Linked DNA regions of Mus musculus: region 2 is linked to region 1. A link is a contact called in public HiChIP or PLAC-seq data. All regions are on one chromosome and are shown on one strand. Each heading gives the region's core, a stretch centred on a gene start, on an enhancer-like site or on the middle of the called end of the contact. The rest is flanking DNA. Distances are from core to core; before and after follow the strand shown. Region 1 holds the start of Ccdc59 (coiled-coil domain containing 59). Region 2 has its middle 170 kb from the start of Ccdc59.

Region 1 (6,326 bases), core at 2,846-5,345:
CAAGTCTACTGAGTAAAGCATAAAGTAGGTACAGATAACATTATGTAGCAATCCTAAGAAGCACAGCTTGCACACATGGTAGAGAAAGAGAAACAAGGCTCCAGAATCACTAAGTAGGACTTACAAATTTCTTAGCAGCACGCTTCGCTTGTACTCGTTCATACTCTTCTTGTGCCTTCTGGTTTGAAGTTTTCTTTTTCTTATTCTTTGGAAAAGTCACAGAACTTGCAAGATAGATTAAGATAGGGAAGTTAAACTGTTCAAAAATGATTTAGCCAAAATTATGCTACTGTGTCAGATCCAGTATCTACAAAAACTTTACTAATACAAATTGAAGAAAGCATGAAAAGAATTACCAATACCACCTACAGCAACAACAAAAGGAAAATGCCCAAATAAGACATTAAAGCTATTGTATAATCACGACTACAGATTAAAGGACGGTAAATAGATTTTGGGGGAGAAATATTTAACAAGTGTAGTCAGAATGGATAGTAAGCTATTAGAGCAGATAGAACGTCCAGTACTGGATACAACAGAAGTTGTATGTGACTGCTGTGGTCACCTTGTGTCTGCCTCCTCCTCTTAGCACGAGTCATCCCTCGCAAACACAGCCTTCGTTTGCTGTGCTCTGCACTGGAAAGGGCAGTCGCTAGTGTCACCTGTTACCTGACTTGGTAGCTTCCCAGTTACAAATAAATGCACGTCTTCCATTACCAGAGTAAATGTCTACATGAGTAAACTAGTCATGACTTCCTACTCACTACTGACTCTCTGACTCACAATTTCTGCTCCACCATTCCAAACTGCCCTTACCAAGACAATCCTGATCCCCCAGCCTCAAATATTCAATGGGCTTTTTGCTTCCATTATGTACTTCTGAAAACGTCAGTGTGAGACAGTGTCATTCTTCACTTCTAATCCTCATGCACATGAGTGTTCCTGTAGGTTTGGGCATAGTGGATGACATGTCTGGAGACTAAGGCACTGCTCACCACCATATCTGAGACAAGGGCTCTCCACAAACCAGGGGGCTAGCCAATGAGCTCCAAGGATTGACCTGTCTCACCTACTATTTCCTGACAGAGGAATCTACCAAAAACAAAATACCACCAACCCTCATTTCTTCTTTTATTCCTACTACATACTTTCTTCTTATTTGCAACACAAATAATGCTCAGTTTTGTTTTTAAATTGAGAATTATATACATCCCTACAAGTATTATTGGTCAAACCTACCCACCTTTTCTTCTTCCTCAATTCCATCCCATCCCTTACTTCTCTGCACTTCCCCCTCCTAGCTTCATGTGCATCTTTTGTACTTTTTAAAAAACGAGTCTGCTTCCTGATGCCAACATGTGCACGTGCATGGGTGTGGAGCCACCTACTGGGGCATGGGCTGTCTGACGTGGCAGACTCGCCCGCCCCAGCCATCAATTGCCAAACTCTCCTAAGCTCCATATGGGACTTTGTAACTCTCTCCCCAGTCCATGATGGGATTTGACCTGGCTTGATTCTGCATATGATTTGTGCGTGCAATCCTTGCCCTAGCTTTGAAAGACAACATTTTGGTTTAAAAAAAAAAAAAAGTTAAGATCTGAAGTAATGCCTTGCTGTGCACGTTAAGGCAGTTTTGCTTGAATTATATGTAGTAACAGTCTTACAAACTACCTCTAATAAAATCAAGGGGTAAGCAGGGTTTTGTTTTAAGGTAAAATAGTGTAAGCTGGTCTGAAACTCACCATCTACCTCAGCTTAGCCTCTCACTATTGGGGCCTCCTGAGTTAAGCCTCCTGTGTGCAGGGATTATCAGGGGTAAGCCAGCAATCATTCAGGAAGAAGTCCATGTGTTAAATATGTTTGTTGTTTTATAGGATGGCATCTTACTATGAACCACAAGCTAGCTTTGAATGACCAGCAATCTTCCTGCTTCAGCCTTCTGAGAAGATTACAGGCATATAAAACCATCCCTTGCTTGGTTTTCATTAACCGCAACCTATTTCCTGGACCCTTTGTAGAAAATGCAAATGAGAATACAGACAACAGCAGTTAGCAGTCATAAAGTTACCAAACACCAGGCATGTTTTAGAATACTTGATATAAATGAACATGATAAAATGTCATGAAATGTAATGCTTTAGGGACATCATTGACTGAGAAGATGATCCAGGATGAGGCTATAAAAGATGGTGTCCACCGTGGCTCTCAAATCATTTTATACTATCCTTTCTATCATAGTGGACACTGGTATACCACTATGGAAAGTCTGGCTTTATAAGCCAAAGTGGCAATGGCTACACATCTGCATTGTTTTTCTAGTATCTGGTTATGTTGCCCATGCTGGCCTGGGACTGGGAATTGTCTGGACTCAGGTTCCTAAATGTTGGGCTTCCAGATCTACAACATCAAACATAGTCCCCCACCCCCAAATTAAGATGCACACATTAATACTGCGCTTAATTACGGTCCAATTATATTACATGTTCTTGAGAGGCTGCAATTCAAAACTCAGATCTCTTAATTCTCATTTCCTATTTTCGACATCTCTGCTCAACTAGCCTCTTTCAGTCATTTAACACTAAGTGGGGAGACTCCATGAAATACCATTACATGACTTGAAAAAAGTGCTAAGAAAAATCCTGATTCTTACAAATTTTTCCCTGTGTCGTCAGTAAAACATTCTTTACATTTAAAGTGAGGAATTTCTGAAGACGGAGGTGCTTACCTTCCTGTGTTCAGCTCTTCTGGCTGTGGCTGGTGACCACCTGGCGGTTCTTCAGAGGAAGTCTGCTCAGTGCTGCCCTCCTCTTCAGGCAAAGGCCGGTCAACCTGTTCTTCTGACAAAGCCAGGCCAGCCTTTCTTTGCTGTTTTCTGAGTCTTTCCTCTTCGGCCAGATAGAGGTGTTTCAGGTGCTCTGGGTAACGATCTGTGAACTGGGACTCCTGTGACGCTGGTGCCTCCTTCACCTTCCACAGCAATTTCTTGTAATTTTGCTGGATCTTCAGTTTTCTCCGAAATGCAAAACCTTGTCCTAACATTGAAGGATTTCAGTTACAATTACTTTAACAGAAAATGAAAACTAAATATTTTTTTCTTTTACTTTATATTCAAATGAGAGAATTACTTGGCTTTGCTTTAAAGATAAGGTTAGGCAACCATTTAATGGTACACTGAAGAGCAAGGTGGCCCTTTACCTAAATATAAGGGTAACAGCGAGTTGTCAGACATCACATTAAAAACTCTAAGTACAGTAAACTAAACTTTACTGCTCACCTTGAATTTAGACTCATATCCACAAATTACATTTTATTTAATCCACATACAATCTCACTTGGGTCTTCAGTAAACACTTAATAAATAAAGTAGAGTAGTCTAGTATTTTTCCCTTGGAGGATCTTACTAATCACTTATTTTCCAAAACACAACACAAAACAAAAGGGGGAGGTACTGTACAACTTTCTGAACACCTGTCGATTATTCTTAGATCGAACAAAAACCACTTAAGCATCTGACATGCAACGAGAGGCCTTCAAAGACAAGACATCGAATCGAATCTAAGGAAGGCAGCAGTATGAGACTGGAGGGCTACTGTGGTGTCTTTTGGTTATCAAAGCTTTGGGGCAGAGTATTTTAATGTAATATTGTATCTATATTACATACTTGCTGTAGTAGAGATGCAAGTATGTCTGGGTGCTTCTTAGCCAAGCGCACCTCTAGACGCCCCGTGTCTTCGCTTAGACCTGAGATCTGCGTTAAATCACTGAAGCTGACCGCACCGTCCGGTTCTCAGTCAAAGGACTGAGAAGCTCTCGGACTTGGCGAGCTTAGGAACGGCTTCCCCGATCTCAAGCCGGATCCCATCCTACTCCCTCGACTTCGGCGGGCCCGAGCGCTCCTCCACGGCTGTCCCTCCTTACCCTTGCGCACGCTCCCCCGGAAGGCTTGCTGGGGGTTCGGCCGCCAAGTCCTGCGCTTCCCATTCTGGTTTCCGAATCTGACCTGAGAGATCCCTTCCCCACGCGCCGCAAACCCTCCGGTCCGCCACTTGGAAGACGGCCGCGAAGGCGCCATCTTTTTCCACGGTGGGAGTTCCTGGAACGCCAGTGGACGCCGACCTAACACGTCACGAGGCGGAAGCAATCAATCGCCCAACCCGGCGCGTGCTCGGAGCTCGACTGCCTCAGCCTGAGCCGCTTCCGGCGGGGAAGAGAGGGGTCGCGCGGCCATGTTGGCGCCACCTGCAGCCCCGGAGGATGAGCGTCATGGCGGCGGCCTGCCCTCTGCCCAGGACCCCGGACCTGCCCACGCTGCACGACAAGTTACAGGGCTTGCTGAGCTTCCTCAGGGGCGCCCTGGCCATTTCCAGCGCGCACACGGTGGACTTCTACACCAAGTCGGTCTGGCAGGAGCTGGTCGACCTGCCCCCTGAGAGCGTGCTGGCGGCGCTGAGGGAGTCGGCGGTGGAGGCCGAGCCGCGCGAGGCAGAGACGGGATCAGGTGACTGGCGGGGCGGGCGGGGCGGGCGGGGCGGGGGCTGTCAGCGCGCCCCCTGGTGGAACTCGGCGGAAGTGGCAGGGACTTGAAGGATGCTGTTACCTAGGAGATGAATTGGAGGGAGCTGAATAGCGAGGATGGATGGAGACGGGCGGGGTCCCCTCTGGGTTCTAATCTGGGTGTTGGTCAAGTTCCACAACTTAAAGTAGTCAACCCGGGGAAGAGGCGTTCCTTCATTTATTGATTCAACAATTTAGTTTTGAAAACATCTAAAGGCTGTGTGATGATCAATACAAAGTAGAAGTGGACTTGGGGGACCAATAAGAGCCAGTTCCTACTCGGCACAAGGTATCGTGGATTAGGATGGTGATAGTGAAAGCTTTGAGTGCTCGCTAGTTAATTTGAAAACACACCTTTAATTCCCAGCACTTGGGAGGCGGAAGCGGAGGCAGGCAGATTTCTGAGTTCGAGGCCTGCCTGGTCTACACAGAGAAACCCAGTCTCGGGGAAAAAAAGAAGAAGAAGAAGAAGAAAACTGTATTTTCAATATCAGTTATGCACCCTGGTGTTTTCTAGGCTCTGGAGTTTGATACCCGCAAGAAACTTAGATTCTACCAACTTAGATTCTATTCTGGAAATAGAGGAACAGGAACAGTAGCAGCTACTGGAATTGCTTGTGCTTTGCTTCCAGGTGTTCCAGATGTTGTCAGCATTAGTGAACTTACTTAATCACTGAAGCAGCCTGTAAATGCAAAGTGCCCCGGGGGCGGAGGTAGGGGCCATGGAGGGGGGGGGGTTATAATGGTAGAACTTAAGACACATTGGTTCTTGGGCAATAGTTCCTGGTTGTTGGAAAGTTAGACACCCTTTCAGTTTGCTCCCATAGTATTCTGCGTTGATAACCTGGTACATAAACTTGTAGAAAGCAGGAACCGTATTTGCCTTAACCAGGATTCCAACGTGTGGGAAACTATTTGGCATACATTAAGTACTCTATAAAATATTTGTTGAAAAAAAGTGACTCTTGTTGGCTTTCAAAAAGAAAAAAAAAACGAAGAAAATACAAGAAAACAAAACTTTTAAGTGCAGAGCAAACCTTTGTTTAACTTTGTCTCTTCCTGATGGGCTATTACCTTATATATACTAATAGCTTGATTCATTGGTGCCTATTGTATGTTCTGCAGTTTGCTTTTGCTAAAAGTTTTTTTTTCCTGTTTCCTCTGTGTGTGTGTGTGTGTGTGTGTGCAAAAGTCTGAGTACCAATTCAGAGACTAGACTCTGGACGTGATAACTTTTTGAGTTTTATGAATTCCCAGCTGTTTTTTGAGCTGACTTATTGGAAGCAGTCCTTCGGATTTTGTCATCTAGTTCTGTGAAGAGACAGCATGGTGCGATGCAGGCAGACATGGCTGGAGAAGGAGCTAAATAAGGGCCTTACATCTTTTCTTTTTTCTTTAAGATTTTTTTTTTCTTTTCCTGATTACACTGTAGCTGTCTTCAGACACACCAGAAGAGGGCTTGGACCCCATTATAGATGCTTGTGAGTCACCATGTGGGGACTGGGAGTTGAACTCAGAACTTGTGGAAGAGCTCTTAACCGCTGAGCCATCTCTCCAGCACTGAGGGCCTACGTCTTGATCCTCAGGCTGCGTGACGAGACTCTGCCGTTAGGCCTCGGGTGAGCTGCTGAGACTCAGAGTCCACCCACGAGTGACACAACCTCCAGCAACCAAGTCCCAACTACTTCAACAGAGTCAAGTCTAGTAATGCCACTCCCTGTAGGCAAGCATTGGAAGACATGATCTGTGACGCCTTTCCTGTTCAATCTACC
Region 2 (6,009 bases), core at 2,710-5,209, 160 kb before region 1:
GTCACTGATGCCAAGGCATAACTACTTTAACATTATCTCTCAGTGTGATTTCTGTCTTATAATTAAGCCTGGCTTACCAAGCAACACTCCACCAGTCACAGTCCCTGTTTGAGTGTCAGCTGAATAAAAATAATTTTCTCTCTAATTAGTGACTTAACACAATCTACAAAGTTCCTTCCTTCATATCTTGAACACTTTTCTATTCTTATTCTTTCACTTACATCCTCATTCACTTCTCAATATAAATATTTTTAAAAAATAGAATATTTACAGGCTCAATAACTTCTGCCTAATCTCCCATATTCAACAAGACACCCTCCCACAGAAAACAAATTAACCAACTGTACTTATGAAATACCTTTGAAGCAGTCTTCTCTTTTAAAGGGGCCTTTGCCCTTACATTCAAGAGCATTACTATTTCTCAGAAAGCTGGCGATTATCAGTTTCTGCTGTCTAGCACAGCCAACAATGAGCTGGGCCATCACATATCAATCATATTGCTTTGTTTGGGCTTTTTTTTTATCTCTTACTGGCTTTTTGCTTGTTTATTATCTTTTCAAATTTTGTGGTTTTATGAATTTCCTTTTGGTTTGTTTGTGGATCACTGTGTGTGTGTGTTTCTTTTGTTTCCTTTTTTTTAATCAAGGTTTGGTTGGTTGGTTGGTTGGTTGGTTGGTTGGTTGTTTTGCCAGTGTTTTGTTTGTTTGTTTGTTTGCTTTCTAAAGAGAAAGAGAAAAAAGGGCATAGAGTCTGCTCTGCCGGGAGATGGGAAGTATCTAGGATGATTTGGGGGAGTAGAAAAAATTATCATAATATATTGTACAAAAGAAAAAGAGAAATAAAATGCCCCCACAAGCTTGCCCACAGGCTCATCTTGTGAAGGCATTTTCTCAGTTGAGGTCCCCTCTTCCAAAATGGTTCTAGCTGGTGTCTAGTTGACATAAAACTAACCAGCACAGAGAGGTAAGATGCACTTAACAAATTATTGATGATTAAATAAATTAATCTATTCATTTGGTATATATGTCTTGAGAATTCTGGTTTCCACCGCATGGATTTATTTAAAGAAAACTTTAGAAGTTGAAAGCAACTAGTCCGAGAAGAAAAATCAGCAAAAATATAGCCCACAATATTTAAATGCATTATTGTATAATTAATTATTTGTGATAATAATTTGTCTAAATTCTTAATCAGATTTCCCAAGCAAAACATGCTATCATGTTGTCTGGAAATATTCTGTTTTGTAAGTAATTTTATATTGGAAAGCAAGTCTCTTTACTGATCATTTAAAATTGTTCCACAATATAAGTTTTAGAACAGCCAGGACGACATAAAGAAATCCTGTCTCAAAACAAACAAATAAATTCTTCAGGGATGGTGTCTTAGTCAGGGTATCTATTCCTGCACAAATATCATGACCAAGAAGCAGTTGGGGAAGAAAGGTTTTCTTCAGCTTACACTTTCCACATTGCTGTTGATCGCCAAAGGATATTAGGACTAGAACTCAAGCAGGTCAGGAAGCAGCAGCTGATGCAGAGGCCATGGAAGGATGTTCCTTACTGGCTTGCATCCCCTGGCTTGCTCAGCTTTCTTTCTTTTTTTCTTTCTTTTTTTTTTATTGTCTTTTTTTTAATTAGGTATTTTCTTCATTTACATTTCCAATGCTACCCCAAAAGTCACCCAACCCCCCCCCCCACTCCCCTTCCTCCCTCTCCCACTTCTTGGCCCTGGTGTTACCCTGTACTGAGGCATATAAAGTTTGCAAGAACAATGGGCCTCTCTTTCCAGTGATGGCCAAGTAGGTCATCTTCTGATACATTTGCAGCTAGAGACATGAGCTCTGGGGGGTACTGGTTAGTTCATATTGTTGTTTCACCTATAGGGTTGCAGACTACCAGCCCAGGGATGGTCCCACCCACAAGGGGCCCTCCAGCTAGATCACTAATTGAGAAAATGCCCCACAGCTGGATCTCAGGGAGGCACTTCCCCAACTAAAGCTCCTTTCTTTGTGATAACCCCAGCATGTGTCAAGTTGACACACAAAACCAGCCAGTACAGATGGTTAGAAAAAAGGAAAGCGAAAATTCAAACACACACACACACACACACACACACACACACACACACACAATGGTGGAAACAAAGCAGGCTCCAAGTATTTCACATATACACATATATACATGTATACACACAGTTGGTAGATGGAGCATGCTCCAACAAATACTTCTTTTTTAATTCCATAGCTTATATATCTCAGCAAAACCTTTCACATAGTATATAATTACAGTGCTATTACATTCTTTTTTTCTTCTTCTCGCGAATGACTATGCAAAAACAGTATCTTCCCCAATACCTTTACAAGAAATAACATTAGGTAGTACAGGCAAAGAAAACAAATTATTGCCAGGAACCTATGTACATTTGCAACTAAGCAACTTGTTAAAGATTAGCAAAGTGTGAGCAAGGAAAACACTTTTCTCAGCCAATTTCTCTTACTGGAAGGCAAAATCTGTGGCTGCAAAGAAAAGATTAATTATTTTATTATTTATCTTTAAAGGCAATCTTATATGAATCTGTGGATGGGCCTGGTGCTGTTTGTAATTTGATGCTAATTCTGCTTTCCTGGGAGGGGCTTTGTAAAAGGAGTGAGTCACCTACTCAGGTGACTTCTTATGAACCAATCACCTAGTGAATAAAGGAGCCAATCTTTGGGCGAGTGGGAGGGACTTCCAGGTTGGACAGAGGAAGAGAAGAAGCAGGAGAGAGTTAGGGGCTTTTGGAACCAGGATAGCATAAGGGCAAGATATAGCTGTTACAGTTTCTTGGAATCATGTCAGATCCATCAGGATTTGCCACCGGAGGAATCTGATGTATAAGGTTTACAAGATTCGGTTTAGTTGTTGCGTCCAGAGATTGATTTACCATTGTTTCTAAGCTAAATTTGTGTGTTCTTTTTCTTCTCTCAGCGATTCGACTGAGTTCCAGAGAGAAAGGTACAGCAGCAAAGCGTGGGTTTGCCTGATTGGCACCACAAAGGCTGCGGGGGCTTTGAAGCATGGATGGGGCTGGCATGGTAACTATGTGCCAGTGAGAACCTAGTGAGCTGGGTGGAGACCCTTGGGAGCTCTGAGTCAGAGATTCTCAACGAGGCAATAACAAGTCAAATATTGCCTGCCAGTGGCTTGGCCCGCCATAGGGCTGGCTTGACAGTGAAGGGAATTCGGGAGCTCCGGACCGTAGGAGAGTTGGCGGGCAGAGAGTAGCCTGGCAGGACTGCGCCAGGACAAAGAGTGGCTGGCAGTTGCGAGGAAAACCTGCTGGTCATTTTTAATATCTTCCACAACATGAATCTTTTAAAAAAAAAAAAAAGTCAGAAATCTGAACTTCTATATAAGAAACAATGTCACTCCTGCTTTAAATCCTCAGAATGCATATCTACTAATCAACAATTTTTATTAAATCATATCAGAAAGCTGATAGTAAAAATGGGCATAAGAAATCAATCATCACCAGTCTAGTCTCAGTGAGAATCATGTCAGCCATTGTTCTTATCCCCACTCCAGTTTAACTGTTAAGAGTGTGCCTTTCTGAACTTCAAATGATTCCCTAAGATTGCTATATCAGAGCCTGTATCAAAAACATCACTAACATTTTTTTTAATGCTTTCTAAGGGTAATGGTCATTACTGACAATATACATGTCTAAATTCTTTCCTAGGGTGGTGATTGAATCATTCATTTGCCCCAGTAGCAATGCCTGAAAGAGATCCAGCACTATTATTGTGAGTGCCAGTGATACTGCTCAGGGAAGAGCTGGAAGCCTCCTTAAAGTTTTCATACAATTCTTAAACTAAGAGGGATGTGAGGGAAACAAGCAGAGCAGAACTCCACAACAGCATAATGTCCTTGGGGTCTTGACTGTCTGAGACACACCCAATCTTGCTGTGCTAACTGGGTGGGTCACATTCCAGGCATTCTAAAGCCTTTGTCATTCCTCCTGCATGGCCCTTGGCAGTCTATATAGACTACTTCTCTCTACCTCCTATCTGTTTGTCTCTGTAAGCATCCTCCACACTAAGTCCTTTTTCTCTAAGCTGCTACAACCACAGGACATTAGACTTAATTCTCATGATTCTATAGAAGGACATGCTTGACCACATCTCCTAGTTCATGATGTTGATCACTTCATTCTTTCTGATTATGATGGTTAATGCTTATTGTCACCCTGCCTAGATTTAAAAACATTTAGAAGACACCACTTAGGACATCTTTGAAGGAAATTCCATAAATATTTATCTGAGGAGGGAAGACACACCCTAAATGTGAATGTCACACTCCCACGGACCAGGGTCCTAGATTAATATAGATGGAAACTAGAGGAAGCTAACTACTTAGCGATTGGCTACATCCACTCAATATGTGAGCCAAAATAAATCTTTCTGTCCTTAAATTTGTCTTGTTAGACATTCAGTCATAACAATAAGAAAAGTAATTAATGCACTAGCCTTGTTAACACCTTTGCAATAGCTCAAAACTCAACTTGCCATTTTGCATTACTGCTCATATATTCTAGTCTGTTCTCATGCCATCCCCATCTCAGGCATCAAAGGCTTATTGCAATTACAGATAAGCCTCAAGGGCCTTTTAAAAATGCTTTAACTTCCTCTTTAATTTATACTAATCTCCCTCAACAGAGAAATTGCCTATGTATCTACCAAGTTCCTAATTTATTAGTCCACTTTCGGATAATCAGCATTTATTATCAGATTTTAATAATTGATGAAAATGACTGTCCTGAAGGAAGGAAGAAGAAACACCTCCTACGTGCATTATGTATCCTTACAGTTCTGTGTGTGCCTCAAGAAAGAGAAGCATATCGATTCGTACACAGAAAAGGGGAGAACTCAGTGCTACATCACCCTTGAGGCTGCTAAAGCAAACACCACAGTGAATAAATGTCTTGCTTCCTTTACCTTTTGAATGTCAGTGCTAGAGAGCCAGCAGAAGATGCCCAAGGTTTATATCAATATCTCCTCGTTGCGAAGGTCCATGTTTTATTCTGAGAGAATGTCATAAAAGCAAATTTACCAAAGCATATTTTCTTGACAAATATTGGTAGCACAACAATTTATGACTCTATTTTCCAGAAGTTTGTTTATGAATTGTTTCTTTAGAATTTCATTTTCCAAGAGAAGTATTGTTGTGAGTTAGCATATACTTGACAAATATCAGTTCACCACACTGTGGCTAAAAATAAAACTAACAGCATATTTCAACTACACAAAGCCTCCATTCAGTTCTTAAAGCAATAGACATTTCACATTAAGAACTGGGTGACAGAAATATATTACCTCTAGTAAAGATACCGGATTATTTAATGTTAGAGAAGACAAAATAGAAAACATAGATAGATATATTAAATACATAGATTGATGATAGATAATGATAGTTATGTTCACAGATACATAGATAGGTGGTTAATGATCAATGATGGATAGATAGATAGATAGATAGATAGATAGATAGATAGATAGATAGATCGGAAGGGCAAGTATCTTTCCATTTATCATTATGCTTCTGAGGCATACTTCATTTTCAAAATCTGACTCAATTGCTAGCTGACATAAAAGTATATTGTGTTATATGCAGTGGAAGCTTAGTAGTTAATAATTGAAGGCTGCTTCCAGTTTCTGTCTGTACCTAGAGCAGATCCTCTGCCACAGGGCTCCATACCCAAATAGTGCTAGGAGGAAGCAAGCCTCCCAGGAGGGCTGATCGGGCTGTGAGTGCAGGTAGGACCACTACTGGTGCTCAGAGGAACCCATCCAGAAACCTTGGGACACAGGAACAAAAGAGCTGTCTGGGAGAGGCATCTTCCTATTTCTGTCTCTGCCCAGAGCAGTCTGGGCCACAGAGCTACATACACAAATACAACCAAGAGAGAGCTAGTCTCCCAGGAGTGCCTACATACCTGCAAGCACAGGTAATACCACAAACTTCTCTTCAAATT

What was found. HiChIP or PLAC-seq counts read pairs in DNA pulled down with a chosen protein or histone mark.
Region 2: an H3K27ac HiChIP or PLAC-seq map of embryonic stem cells shows a contact between it and region 1, with 11 read pairs. The contact joins the enhancer-like site here to the promoter of Ccdc59 in region 1. A contact is called at or near these places in 3 of 39 promoter capture datasets (cranial neural crest and embryonic stem cells), 2 of 484 Hi-C or Micro-C datasets (both in embryonic stem cells) and 4 of 115 datasets of contacts at active chromatin or transcription factors (bone marrow-derived macrophages and embryonic stem cells).

The regions. Positions count from the first base shown.
Region 1 is chr10:105,839,248-105,845,573 of GRCm38.p6, reverse strand. Ccdc59 (coiled-coil domain containing 59) reads right to left here and starts at 4,095. Exons shown (of 4, transcript NM_025602.3): 1 at 3,919-4,095; 2 at 2,726-3,032; 3 at 125-224. The coding sequence starts at 4,072. Mettl25 (methyltransferase like 25) reads left to right here and starts at 4,194. Exons shown (of 12, transcript NM_207522.2): 1 at 4,194-4,498. The coding sequence starts at 4,255.
Region 2 is chr10:106,004,236-106,010,244 of GRCm38.p6, reverse strand. No RefSeq gene overlaps it. Among named protein-coding and RNA genes, the nearest start is that of Ccdc59, 170 kb to the right of the region's middle. Within about 2 kb of position 3,959, at least 25 of the 459 cell types and tissues checked have an H3K27ac peak or open chromatin away from gene starts, as enhancers often do. A contact at or near this core is called in embryonic stem cells, where this site is marked.